2 separate regions of the Oryctolagus cuniculus genome follow, and region 2 is linked to region 1. A link is a contact called in public Micro-C data. All regions are on one chromosome and are shown on one strand. The core of a region is the stretch at or near the end of the contact, and the rest is flanking DNA. Distances in the headings are between cores, read along the strand shown. Region 1 holds the start of TIPARP (TCDD inducible poly(ADP-ribose) polymerase). Region 2 holds the start of SSR3 (signal sequence receptor subunit 3).

What was found. A called contact is a pair of places that touch in the nucleus more often than the background predicts.
Region 2: a contact with region 1 is called in a Micro-C map of ear pinna, with 5 times the contacts expected there. The contact joins the promoter of SSR3 here to the promoter of TIPARP in region 1. A contact is called at or near these places in 5 of 6 Hi-C or Micro-C datasets (ear pinna, embryonic fibroblasts, psoas muscle and 2 more).

What each region holds. Positions count from the first base shown.
Region 1 is chr4:124,199,953-124,204,039 of mOryCun1.1, reverse strand. It overlaps TIPARP (TCDD inducible poly(ADP-ribose) polymerase), which reads left to right and starts at 1,492. Exons shown (of 6, transcript XM_002716323.5): 1 at 1,492-1,720.
Region 2 is chr4:124,339,694-124,343,501 of mOryCun1.1, reverse strand. SSR3 (signal sequence receptor subunit 3) reads right to left here and starts at 2,365. Exons shown (of 5, transcript XM_002716322.5): 1 at 2,129-2,365; 2 at 880-1,006. The coding sequence starts at 2,261.

The DNA.
Region 1 (4,087 bases), core at 243-2,742:
CATGGTGGAGCAGGGATCAACCACTTGTAGTATGCCCTGACTGAATTCCTGAGCCAGACAATTCAGAATCATGAGCAAATATAAGGATTATTGGTTTAAGTTGTTCCGTTTTTGGTTTGGACACAGCAACAAATAACTGAACCACTACCAAAACAATAAAGAACATGTAACAATCTATTTGTTAGAAGAGAATGGAATTAAAAATTCCAAAGGAAGGCAGGAAAGAAAAGTAAAGGAACAAAACAGCGGAGACAAATTGAAAGCAAACAGTAAGATGGTAAACTTAAATATTTGCTTCTAGGGAATTCTATGTATGAGTAGTCACAGATCAAGATCTTTTCTCGATACAGTTTTGAAAGCTAAGGATGCTTGTTTTTTAACCAATCGGCCTCTGAATTCTACCCCATCAACTCCACCTTAGTTTTATCTTGATGGACTTGAAATAAACCTGCTGGGAGGTACCACCCTTTACTCCTCGCTGGTGTTCCTACCTAGGCTGATTTAGAACAGGGTACTAAAGGCTTGGAACCGTGTTCCTATCATCGTTCCCTCTAAAGTCCCGATTTTTCCTATTAATCCCTGTCTGGGATTACCAGGATACCCTGACCCGCGCTCATCCCTCCCCATTTTAAATATATATTTATATATAGGAATTATATTAACTTAATGTAGTGTTTCTTTCCTCACCACCGAAAATGTATACAATACGCGGAGTTACACTTCAAAGAATTTTACAATCCAGAAAAAATGGCTATTTCACACTCGGTGTACAGTTCGGTGACCCCTGGGTGCTCCGCTAGCGCCCTGAGGCCAGGCACGGGGCCCGGGCGCTTCGGGGCCTTGCCCGGCCCGTAACTGGCGCTCTGACGGAACATGTTCGTTAAATGAGTAACTAAGTCCGTATGGTGTGTGTGGGCCTGAAAACACACGTAAACGCGCTTCCACGGTCAAACGCCCTAAGCTATACTGCGCAGCCCGTCCCGCCCAACCGGCGCGGGGCAGGCGACCCCGTCTGGCGGCAGCCGCGGTGGCAGCCGTTTGCCTCCTTTCTGGGTCGGGCGGCGTCCGTGGCTGGGAGCGTCTCGTGTGGAGGCAAATAAACAAAGCCAACCGCACCGAAACGGGTCGTTCCGTTTCACATCCTCCCTCACATCGGGTGCCCAGGTCTACTTGGAACAAAGTGACCCTCCATCTGTCCGCAGGCAGGTGGAGCCCGCCCCACGTAGCGCGCGCCTCCTGCCCTCCCAGCCCGCGCTCCTCGGCGCGCGTAGACGCGGACCCTGCAGGACCCCGCCGGCCCGCGAAGGGACACGCCCCCTCGCGGGAGCACAGGGCCGCAGCACGCACACCCCCGCGCCACCCCGCGAGCGAGCGAGCGAGCGCGCACGCGCGCGCGGGGGGCGGGCCTCCTCTTCCTGGCACCCACTGAGCGCCCGGCCCCCTCACCCCACCCCACCCCCCGCCGCCCAGGCTCCGCCTCCGCGACGGGGCCGCCGGGAGGAGGCGACCGGAAGCCACTTAAAGCAGAGCTCGAGGTGACAGGCGAGCGATCTGGAACGGGAGCGCGGTCCAGCCTTTCTGCGCTCGCGGCGGCGGAATGGCCCGTGCGCGGCTCGCCGCTTCGCCAGCCTGCGACCCCTAGACGCCGGCACCCGTCTCCGTGCCGACCCCTGGCGCGGACGCTGCTCTGGACGTCCGTTTTCTCAGCCTGCCCGTTCAGGTAAGGGGCGCCGGGTGGGCTCTGAGGGGACGAGGGACCCTAGTCGGGATGGCGGGCGCTGGCCTCGCGGCCCCGGTCCCCCGCCGGGAGAGTGCCGGGCTCTGGCAGATCGGGCTAATTGGTTTTTAGACTGTCTTTGTACCGAATTCCCTCGGATCCGATCCCGTCAGTATCAGGGTGGGATTCGTTTACACTTCTAAGTCGTCTTACACACCCAGAGCCTTTGGCAGGTGTACTAATGGGACGCTGGAGATTTTAGACGCTGAAGATTTAGTCGGGGTCGCCAGAGTCTGCCCCTGCCCGTCAGGGCGGGCGGGCGGGCGGGCTGGGGCGCGTCTTTGCGGGCAGACCCTGGCACTCTGAGGCGCGGAGGAACCCTTCGCAGCCCCGGGGGAGGGCGCGGCGGCTGCGGGAGCCTTCCGGGCACCCCGCGCTCCGGGCTGCAGCCCAGAAGTTTGCAGGCGGCTTTCGCGTGAACTTTTTCGGCTTCGCCGCCCGCGAGCCGGCCGCCGCGCTCGCTTGGCCGCTTGGCGGCTGAGTTGGGCGAGCCCCCCGGGAGTCGCAGGACGCTCCTCGGGAGGTGCAGCCGGAATTCAGTGTGGAAGGCGCCGGGAGAGGGGGATGCGGGGACGCCGGGGCTCGAAGTTGGTTGAGGGGTGGGGGGCGCCCGGGCGTCTGTCGGGGCGGGAACGCTCCGCGGGACCCCAGGGATTGCGGGACCCGGCGGCGCCTCTGCACCGTGGCGCGGAGCGGCGGCGCCTCGGGGCCCCGAGCTGCGCCAACCGCCGCGGCCGGCAGGAGGCGTCGCTCGGACCCGAGCTGGCGCCCGGGAGTCGCGCGGCGGCGGGCGGTTTCCATGGAAGGTGTGATGGGCGTCACGAGGTGAGAGGTGGCGCGGTGTGTCGCCTGCAGCGGGGCCCTGGAGGAAGTGCCCTTCCAATCTTTATTTTTCTGTTATGCAAACTAATTGAGGAACTACTCGAGTTCTCTCTTCTTCTCCCCAGTTTTGTTTCCGAGTTTGACAAGGGGCAAGAACAGGAAAAGTTGGTGTGTGTGTGCGGGCGTGTGTGTGTGTGTGTGTGTGTGTGTGTGTGTGTGCGCGTGTGCGCGCGCGCGCGTGCACGTCTAAGTAAAATTGCTTTAGTGGCTGCTCTGCCTTGATTGGGTGTGATAGGAGTGGTTTAGTTTGTGGTGTGCGTGGGGGAAGGCACAGGCCGGTTTGGTGTGGTGGAGAGGGAATACCACAATCTGTGCCAATTGTGCCTTGAGGCAAGAGCACCGAATGATGAATAATAACGCCTGGCTTGGCTGCTTTCCAGTTGATTTATGTCTCATGTCAGATCCCTCCTTCGTGAAGCTTTCCCTAATAATGCCAGCTCACACCGCTCTCTCCTATTTCTGCCTTTTCCTTTTGTGCTTACCATGTGTACTGATAGTTTGTTATATACTGTTTTATTTTTCTGAATATTATTACGCTCTTTTTACACATAGCTTTATGAACGTCTCCAGTTAGATCTTTAATGCTCGTTTTCCTGGGGATTTGATTTTATTTTTTGTTAACCCATAAACAGCAAAGAACTAAGCATTTAATGCCTTTTCTTCAGTAAGCCAACAAATTATGGATATTATGGAATACGCAATGTCTGCATTGTGCTGAGCACTGTATCAGGCACCTAGGGTGAATGCTTGATTAAATCATGGGTTCTTGCATCAAATAACTCTTTCACTCTGTTGGACAAAAGAGGATTAATTGCCAGTCACCATCCTTTGTTACTTGGTACAATCTCAGTAAATATTTTCTAATTTTAGGGTTTTTTTCAAGGTTTTTTGATTCTTGGAAGAACTTTTTTAGTATTTGTGTGTATGAGTATCTTATACTTTAGTTTCATTTTTCTAGAATCTACTTTCATGTGCTTTCTTTAAAGCATGTACCTGCATAACTTTTATGAAGACAGAGACTAGGAGGGCCCTTTATTTAGTTGTATTTGCCTTTTGACAGTGTTCAGGTTGTTGCTGATGATAAGAATGATAGTCCTTCAGTAGTGGTAATGTTTTTTGGGGATTGCAGGTGTAGCCCGTAACATTGTTGGAATATACTGGAACTTTCTCAATATAGAAATAATTAACAGACTCCTGGCTTTCTCTCATATAACATTTCAGTTGAGAGCCCCTGTTTCCTATGTATAGCCTCACATCTCAGGTTCACTTACTAATTAACTCTGAAGTTTATCTTTTATTTGGTGGTGAACTTTTTTTCCCCCCACAAAAACTAAGTTTTTGTCAACTCACGAGACAGGTGATAACATAAACAACTGTGCAGAAAACCACAAAGCTGAGTAGAGATGTGGTTTCCCTTCTGTCATCATT
Region 2 (3,808 bases), core at 1,116-3,615, 140 kb before region 1:
CAGAGTAGTGTGGTTTATGCAGTGCAAGGCAGGGTGGCCCCTAAACTATCCCACCCACCACGTGATAGGAAGATAAGACAAAGCACTCCTCCACTGGTTCACTACCCAAATGCCTGCAAAATGGTAATCCATTACATTTTATATACTTATAAGAAAAATGTAATTAGCACTGAAACTGCAATTTAATCAAAAAAAATTTCACTTCCAAAAATAGTAAATGGAGAGTTCGGAACAAGTCTTTCCAGGAAGAATCCATTTGGCTTCTGCAATGTTCATTTACTCCATCAGTGTGTTTTCCTCATGAACCCTATGATGAAAGCTAGTGCTTTAACATTATAATTCTACCTCAATGCCTACACCCATAGCAGCGTCAAGTCTGATCATTGTCTCTGCTTCACTTCACTAACTCTTCCTTACAAAACACGCACCTCGGGGTCGGCTCTGTGACATGGCAGGTAAAGCCACCGCCTGTAGTGCCAGCGTCCCATATGGGTGCCAACTGGAGTCCCAGCTGCTCCACTTCCGATCCAGCTCTCTGCTATGGCCTGGGAAAGCAGTAAAAAAGATGCCCCAAGTCCTTGGACACCTGCACCCATGTAGGAGACCAGAAGAAGCGCCTGGCTCTTGCCTTCAGATTGGCACAGCTCTGGACAGTGCGGCCATCTGAGTGAACCAGTGGATGGAAGACCTCTCTTTCTCTCTCTGCCTCTCTGTAATTCTGCCTTTCAAATAAAATAAATAAATCTTGAATTAAAAAAAAATCATACACCTAAAATGAATACTTACTGAAATCAATGCATACACAAATGATCTGTAAGACATCCTACTACATAAAATGCAGTATGTAATAAATACTGTCTCTGGAAAAAATATACTTACTTGTGCTTGAGAACAAACTTCACATTCTTGTATGCAAAGGCTACCAAATAAGTGCTTATTAGGGTCATCACACTATACAGAACAGCAGACTGAATAAGATCCATATGCCATATTCGCCAATATAACCCTGAATTAAGATAAGAGGGGGGGTAACAAAAAGAAACATTACTCCCATTATGAAAGCCTCCTGAATTACGTTATGCTAAGCCTGGAAAAACGCAGTCAGACTTAGGGAATCCTACAGTATCTGAGGATCTTCAGAAGTGAGACATCCAGCAACAAACTCCAGCTTTCCCAATTCCAATCGCTTGAAAAACATAAACTTCCTATTCCTCGTCCAGATAAAATTTCAGCTTCTTTGAAAATCAGAACAAACTCTGGCTCAACAAAAATCATAAGACCGCCAATTGCATTCGAAGGGGCATTTATTTGTCTAAATTCAGGACATTCCAAAAAGCCACGTGCGGTCTCAAACCATCCATTCACTTGCTGACGTGGCTGTTATCTGAAATCAGGGCAATGCTTGGTTGCGCCAGGAAGCCACGGGGCTCCAGGCTACCGTCATGGCACGCTCAGTTTTAGAAGGCCGAAGAAGAAGATACATTTGCATTCGATTGCCCAAAAACAGGGCACGAGTGCGAGATGGGAAATGGAAACTCGGGAACTCTGAGCTCTAAAAATGACCCAGGCCGAGGCTGCAAACCGCTACTCATCCAAGTGAGAACTCTCTAATTGCTCTCACAGGATTACCAAAAGGTCTGACCAAGGCCAACCTGTCTTATTTTGCGAATCAGGAAAACGATGCTCGGCGGTGTGGAGCGGTGCTCGAAAGGACACACCTCGAAGTGACTTGCCAGGGTTACGCGATGGGTGTCTGGCCCACTCCGTGAGCCTCCCCAAAATAGGCAGCGCCCGCAGTGTGCCAAAGGGCAGCAGGCGATACGCTTGAGTGACGGCACCGTAAACCCCCGGCGGGCGTCTGTTTAAACGCAGACTCGGATCTGCCATCCCGGGACGCGTGAATCACAACCTCCAGGGGTGGGTCCCGCAACGGGCGCGCTTCTCCAAAGCGCCGCGAGCGACTTCCCTGTGTTGCAGCACAACCACAGCCTCTTACGAGAACTCCGAGGCCCAGAGCCGCACGGAGCCAGGAAGAGCTCGGGCCTCACGGGTCCGCCGCGCCCTGCCACGTTCCCGCCCAGCCCGACCCGCCGCGGCCTCCCCGGCCCGCCTCGCTCCAAGCACTCACAGATGGGGATGGCGGACACGATGAACGCGTTCCCGAAGAACAGCGCGGAGGACTTGGCCGACAGGTTGCGGCTGAAATCCTGCAGGAGCAGGTCCTCCTCGGACTGTTGCTTGGAGCCGCCTTTGGGAGCCATGGCGGAGCAGGAGCCGAGACCTGGGAAGGCCGAGCGGGACGGGAAACCGGGCCGAGGCCTCTGGCCCCGCCCCCGCGGCCGCCGTATCCGCTAGCGACCCGTCAGCGCCGCGCGTGGAGGCGGGACCCTGCGCGGCGCGGGGACAGTCTCCCCAGGATTGGTCGGCCTGCTGTCACTCCGTAGGCTTTCCTGCGTGATTGGGCGAGCGGGCCAGACTTCCGTAGGCCTGACCAGCCACGGGACGCGTCTAGCCGAAGAGAAGGAAGGGATTTGTAGTTTAATGTGTGCTTTTTAAAAAATGACAAAACTTTATTGGCATGCCACATCACGGCTATTGACAGACTCACACGATCCGAAGGTTCAGAAATCCCAAATAAAAGCTCTTCTGACCGGGTAGTACTCATTCATTCATTCAGCGTGCATATGTTTAATGTACTCTGTGTGCGCCCAGCACTGGGGGCATTGGAGGAGGAAAAAGGGATAGGTAGCACGTGTAGGATTTCTCCTCCTTTACACCTCCGCTATTGCGTTAACTACCTTCATGAATCTTGGCTGCATATCGTTCACCCCATCGCAGATGGAGAGCTTACGGGTGGGTGACTGGCAGGGCTGGTCTCCGAAGTGTGGCGTTATTTGCATCGAAATAACGGGCTACTTCTGAGGGAAAAAGAAAACAGCCCATTCGAATACACTTACAAATTCCTAGTATTTTATTACTGATTTTTTAAAGATTAATTTATTCATTTGAAAAGTCAAAGCTACACAGAGAGAAAAAGAGAGGCAGAGAGAGGTGTCTTCCATCCGCTGGTTCACTCCCCAGTTGGCCGCAACGTCTAGAGCTGCGCAGATCCGAAGTCAGGAGCCAGAAGCTTCTTCTGGGTGTTCCCACATGGGAACACTTATTATCCAGGCCAGGGAACACTGCTTTCCCAGGCCACAGCAGAGAGCTGGATCAGAGGTGGAGCAGCCAGGACTAAGCCGGCTCCCCTATGGGATGCTGGCAATGCAGGCAGTGGCTTCAACCGCTCTGCCACAGTGTTGGCCCCTGTTACTGACCTTTTAACTAACCCTTTAGGGTTGCCAAGCTAAATAGAAAATAACACTAAGTAAAGACAACGTGGTGGCATGCCTGTTAATACTGCCACTGCCATTTTTAACTCCTCGGATGATCACCTTTTATTCAGAAAAGAATACTCAGCCACATCAATCTCTGCCAATGGTTCTTTGCTTCACTGATAACACCCAAACATCCTGGCAAGTCAGGCAAAACTTGCTCAATCTCCAGCTGCCCCGATCAGCAGGTTTGTAGATAACTTTCTCCTCACCTTTTCCAAATCGTAATCGATCTCCATGGCCTTCCTCCTAATTGAGCTTTCCATCTTCAATCTTTTTCAGCTGATTCTCTGCAAAGTACCAAAGTGAGTTTTCCTGAAGTATAAATCCTTTCCTTATTCTACCACGCTTAGGAAAAGTCTTCAAAAAGTTCACAGAGAGTACACATTATTTTTTAATTCATCTTCCCACGAACTTCTCAAGTAACTTTGTAT